2 separate regions of the Hordeum vulgare genome follow, and region 2 is linked to region 1. A link is a contact called in public Hi-C data. All regions are on one chromosome and are shown on one strand. Each heading gives the region's core, a stretch centred on a gene start, on an enhancer-like site or on the middle of the called end of the contact. The rest is flanking DNA. Distances are from core to core; before and after follow the strand shown. Region 1 holds the start of LOC123396900 (serine carboxypeptidase 1-like). Region 2 has its middle 47 kb from the start of LOC123397581.

Region 1 (3,013 bases), core at 237-2,736:
CTACTGAATTAGAGAGAGTTTGTAAGCAAGTGCGTTACTTACGCACACTCTGACCACTCGGTGTTGGGTCTAGCATGCATAGCCTTCTGAACCTCAGGATTGTTCAGGTAGGCGTCGATATAGGACCCGATGCACGGATCATAGCCTGGTAACTGTATCAATTAAAAGAGCTAATGAGTCATTACCACCACCTCTGATCTGTTAATGCTGAATAATTTTCTTTTCTACAAAAGAGAAAGAGCGCATGTATGATCCGTGCAGGAGTACGTACGTAGCCACTCGAGTGGAGACTCCCGTCTGGCGACTGGATGCAGACCGGGGCGTAAATGTTGTACGAATCGATGGCGCCCTCATTGAACGAGTGTTGCGCTTCAACGCACCCTTTATCCCCAAACCGTCCGAAGCTGCAGTGCTGGCTGATGTTGCCCCACACCTCGTCGGAGATCACCCCGTGGTTCCACAGGAACTCTAACGATCCCTGTCTGTTGTTGGACCAATCGAGGAGCGGATTGCCGACCTGCGGAAATGAACCCCGGTTTCTGTTAGTTAGGGATACCACCAATACAGATCAAAGCTCGCAACGCCGGCGGCCGTGATCAGCCAACTTACGAAGATGCCCTTGAGGTTCATGTCTGTGAGACCGAGTTCGCTTAGGGCGACGATGACGGTGGCGAGCTGGGGGACGTAGTGCCCGCTGTAGCTCTCGCCGGCGATGTAGAAGTCGCGGCCCTTGTACTCGGGGAACCTCTCCAGCCAGTTGAGCAGGAACATGTAGGCGTCCACTGCGGTCCTCGTGTCGCCGCTCGTCACCGTCGTGTTCGAGTACGAGAACCCAACGCCCGCCGGCGACTCTAGGAAGATCACATTTGCCACTGCATAACACCACAACACAAACCGTCAGTGAGTGTGAGATTACACGACCCAAATGCGTACACAAACTTGTACGAGTACTAACTTGTAACAGGATCTGTCAGCCACCTACCATTGTTCCAGGCATGCCTGTTTCTGCTCAGCGTCTTCCCGTCGGGGTTCACACGGAACGGTCCGAGCTCCGCCATGGCGCCGAGGCCGAGGGAAGAGCACCCGGGCCCGCCGTTGAGCCAGAGCACGAGCGGCTTGGAGGAGGCCTCGTAGGGCGCCTCGACGAAGTAGTAGAAGAGCGCGCGGCCGTACTCCTCGCTGACCGTGACATACCCGGAGTACTGGTCGAAGTTGACGCGCGGGGGCTGGCCAGGCAGCGCCGCGATCCTGTCGGCCTCCCTGGTGCCCGCCGGCGGGGTATCACACTTGGTGGGCAGGTGGCGGAAGCTGCTGATCGGGTCGGCCCAGGTGTCCGGCTCCGAAGGCCCATTCACGCGCGTCTGGGCCCTCGATTTGAGGAAGGCCCTCAGCACATCCTTCTCGGTGACAGCATTCGCGACCGATCCTCCTCCCAGTAGGATCGCCAGTACGAGTACTGCCGCGCAGTACATGGCATGGTTCCTCATCGTAACATGCTGAGGATATGTAGATCGTTTTGATGCTTTTATACTGACACGTCGTAACCAGCTGAGGACAATCCAAGCAGCAACTTCGCGGTTAGGATTCTCCGAAATCAGCTTGCTATATACAGCTATAGTAGCTAGCTAATAGCTACGAGATACATGCGTGGCATCGTCGATGTTTGACTGAGCTCGACAATGTGATATTCCAGATATCTTGGTTGCATAGTGCGGGACATTGTTGGAATACAGCAATGAAATTGACATCGAAATCATTTCCTGTCGACGCCGTCGATGCCGAGGTGACATCTCTACGTACGAAACAATCCAAACAATGAGAGTAGGGACCGAGGTGACAAACTGTCCGCCGGTACCAGTACTCTTTATGAACTAATGGTCATGGTTCACTTTTGTACTCGGTTTGTTTTTCCTTTTTTTGTTCTTTCAAATTAGCTTTGTCCCTAGTTATAATTTAAAAGTTTGACCAAGTTTATAGGAAAGAGTATAAACATTCACGGTAACCAATATATATGGTGTGAAAAATTATTCAATGATAAAACCAATAGTATTGATTTAAAAAATTATCTACATACTAACTCAAAAGTAACAAGTTTGCTTAAGACACAGCTAAAATGTGGAATAAATAAAAATGAAAGATGGTATTTTTTCTATTTTGAATCCTGGATCAGACCTAATGGTTCAGTTTTTTTAGAATCAACTTAGGACAGTGAAAGTGCAAGGCCGTCATATATGTATCCACTACTATGAAAAATCCTACGAACAGTACATGGGGTAAAGGCCTAGCAGTACTACAGGGAGTCGTGCTACTGCTAGCTTACTACAACTAACTTTTAGGAGTAGCGCGGCCTAGACCCACGCTACTAGTACTTCTGTTAGGTGTAGTGTGGCTTTGGACACGCGCTGCTACTAAGTAACACCAAACCGGTTGCTGTCCCGCGACACTACTATTTGTGCGTATTTATTTCTTTATATTTATATTTATATTATATTTTTACACCGTTATATAAATTTTTATACATTAGCAATGAAGAGGTTGTGAAAGAAACATAGGTTATATTAAAAATAAGTGGATCCAATTAACCAAGTTGGATTAATAAAACAATAGAATGTTGGGACGGCACACAAGTATCAAATGATAAGTATTGGCAATAACTGTAGTAGGTCTTGTCTACTGCATTCCTTGTATTTTTTGGAGAAAGGCAATAAGTTTTTAATTATAAATAAACAACTTTAGTACGGATGAATGCCAACTATTTTTAAATGAACAATACAAAGTACTTAACAAATTTGTTTGACAAACTCACATAAAGGTTGAATTGGAATCATGTCCACTTCCACCCAAATGTCGATATTATCATCAGAATCATCTTCAGCACCAATATCGAAGGTTATTTTCATATCCTCTTGAAATCTGTAGGCCATGCATAGTGCTCTCTAATTTAAACAACAAAAATGTTTGTGATTTACTGCGTTATAGAGCTTAACCTCAGAAACGAAACCATGTTTCGTCT
Region 2 (3,013 bases), core at 270-2,769, 230 kb after region 1:
AAAATTATATTGGCAAATTGGAAAAGTGTTTGTGTTTGACATTTTTTAAAATATTATCATTTTTTAAACTGCCCAAGAAAGCTTAAAAACTTGAAAAAATTTAAACATCAAAAAAGATATTTTGTGAAATGTGATAAATAATTTAGTATGAGACATGGAATTTTAAACTTTGGAAAAAATATTTGAAATTTTAAACATAGAAAATATAAAAAAGGAAAAGGAAAGAACAAAAGTAAAAGAAACATAAAAAGAGAAATAGAAACGAAAAAGTAAAAAGAAGTTTCAGGAACCTTATTGGAGGTTCCGAAAACCAATAAATACCGGATGTGAATCTTTAAAAGGTTCGTAAAGCCGGAAGGGCTGTTACACGCTAACGGGCTTGCCCAGTTTCAGCTCTCGATCACGCTTGTGCGAAAGCTTGATAGTTTGACGCAAAGAGCCATCAATAGGAGCTCCCGGCAAGCAACTAGTGATCCCGCTGAAGCTTTTTCCCTGTGCGCTATAGCTATTGGGCCGGCACATTCGCTTTCACCCTCTGATATAGCTATTCCGCCGGTCCATTCGCTTTTATATTTTGTTTGATTGGTTTTTTATCGAGTTCGCTCGCTATACTTCCTTCGCTGGTTTCGTTACTATTTTTGTTTTCATTTTTCTTTCCCTTTTCCGTTTTTATTTGATTCCGCAATAATTGCTTTTATTTTTCTGTTTATATTTGTCTTTGTGCGCTTTTCTTAATTTCTTTCTTCAGTCTTCACTGATTATCTTTTTTTTCTTTGTTTTTACCGGCTTTCTTTGTTTCTTTGCTATTTTCAGTGTGCTTTTTCTCTGGCCTTTTCTATGTTTTTCTTTGGGTTCTTTTGCTTTCTTCTTTGTTTATTTTGTCAGATTTCATTTTCGTTTTTTAGCACATGTAACATTTCGTCAGTACACAATATATTTTTTAGTGTACGCGTGAACCATTTTTTATGCACATTGAACATTTTTCAATACATGATGTACATTTTTGTTATAATACTTGTTTTGAACATATTTTTTAATACATGGTCAACCTTTCCACAAGTACATGTTAAATATTTTAATGCTAATAGTGTTTTAATAATTGCATACAGATTTATTTTATGCCATATAAACATTTTTATGAAATATGACAATTGATTTCAAATATGAGAATATATCCTTAAATATTCACGCTTTTTAATAGTCCTTTGTTTACGTTGTATATGTATTTTTCATAAACTTCACATACATTTGTTTGAAATGAAGGGACACTTTTCCATGTCAGAAACATTATTTTTGAAAGGTATCAACATTTGTTTTAATTCTGCTAACCTTTTTCGTAATGTGCTATTTTTTTTCAAATTCAGTATTTTATACAAAAAGTGAAGTTTCAAAATGTAATTTAAAAAAAAGATAAAGAAGGAGTAATTAGTATGATGGAGAGCTGCTCGGCTATATATGTTTCTCCTGAGGAGATGCTGCCTTTTGTCTCGCGTAAAGTGAGACATAGGGGAGCCCGGTCAAGTCTCGCAAGAAGCAATATATAGTCATACCCGGAGTGGTCTCCTACCTGGCGCTCGTACCTTCTAGAAGTATATTAAACTAGTATTTACAGGGATTTTCTGCTTTTACATTTTTCTATTTTTTCAATGAACTTCTTTCTAGTTTTTATGATTCTCTTTGTCCTTTTTGTTTTTTTACACTTTTTCTTTTAGTTATTTTATTTTCTATATAATTTTATTTATTGTTGTTTTTCGTATTTTTAAAAATCAGAACTTCAAATATTTTTTTGAATCTAAAAAATGTGCAGTTTTTTAAAAAAATCTATTTTTTTAGAATGAGACTATTTTTTAAAAAAGATTCTAGCATTCTTTTGGAAAATGTTCCTCTTTTTTTAAAAAAAAACTTTTTTCAAACGGGAATAAGTTTGAAGAATTGTGCAGTTTTTTTACTACTAAAAATGTTTTTAAACACGAACACTTGTGAATATTTTTGAACAATTTTTGAAGCAGGAACATTTTTTGAACTTATGTATACATTTTGAAACAGGATTGTTTTTGAACTTACGTACATTTTTGGAAAAGGAAAACATTTTTTAGAAAATGAAGAACGTTTTCCAAAATTCCAGAAAATTTTCAAATCATGAAAAAAAATTAAAATAGTTTTGAATATGTGAACAAGTTTTGTTTTAAAAAAGAACCAATTTTTGTAAAACAGGAACATTTTTTCATAAATTTACAAGACAATTTGTTCATCAGTTCGTGATTCCTTATTATTTTTTGAAGCAGGAACATTTAAATACAAATAGAGAACAAAAATTTAAACACGGGAACATTTTTGGAAATTCAAAAAGAATTTTAGAAAATGTCAAACAAAAAATAGGAAAAGTAATAAACACAAAATGAAAAAAAATGAGAATGGAATCAATAAATTTTTTATGGAAAAAGGACATTTGTAAAAAATATCAAACGTTTTTCAAAATATCAAACATTTTTCAAAATCCCAAACACTTTATAAAGTTATGATTTTTTGGAAAATCCAGAATAGTTTGTAAATTCATGAACAATGTTTGATAAACGACATTTTTCCAATTTTGTAACATTTTCCTCAAAATACCGAACAATTTATGAAAAATCAAACATTTTTTACAAATCATATACATATTTCGAACTTATGAATGTTTCTGAAAAATTGCAACCATTCGAAGTTTAGAACTTTTTTAAAAAGCATTTTTAGCTTGAAGAACAATTTTAAAAAATCCACAACATTTTTTAAAATCCAGAATATTTTCTGAAATAAAAAAGAAAATAAAGAAAGAAAAAAGTAAAAAGTGAAAACCGTTTCAGAAAACCTTCTAGAAGTTTCCTAAAACTAGAAAAACCCGGCTGGAACCTTTAGAAAAAGGTTCCCAAAACCAGGAAAAATGCATGTAGATGTTTCACATGAAGAGGCCGGCCAGTTAGAAAGATCACTCAATCTCCATGTACGATGCCTCGATTCCCTGCCGCAGAATCGG

The links. A called contact is a pair of places that touch in the nucleus more often than the background predicts.
Region 2: a Hi-C map of seedling shows a contact between it and region 1, with 2.3 times the contacts expected there. The contact joins the enhancer-like site here to the promoter of LOC123396900 in region 1. A contact is called at or near these places in 2 of 6 Hi-C or Micro-C datasets (leaf and seedling).

The regions. Positions count from the first base shown.
Region 1 is chr5H:464,334,674-464,337,686 of MorexV3_pseudomolecules_assembly, forward strand. It overlaps LOC123396900 (serine carboxypeptidase 1-like), which reads right to left and starts at 1,487. Exons shown (of 6, transcript XM_045091674.1): 1 at 983-1,487; 2 at 610-872; 3 at 272-517; 4 at 43-152. The coding sequence starts at 1,487.
Region 2 is chr5H:464,562,377-464,565,389 of MorexV3_pseudomolecules_assembly, forward strand. No RefSeq gene overlaps it. Among protein-coding and RNA genes, the nearest start is that of LOC123397581, 47 kb to the right of the region's middle. Within about 2 kb of position 1,520, at least 3 of the 3 cell types and tissues checked have open chromatin away from gene starts, as enhancers often do. A contact at or near this core is called in leaf and seedling, where this site is marked.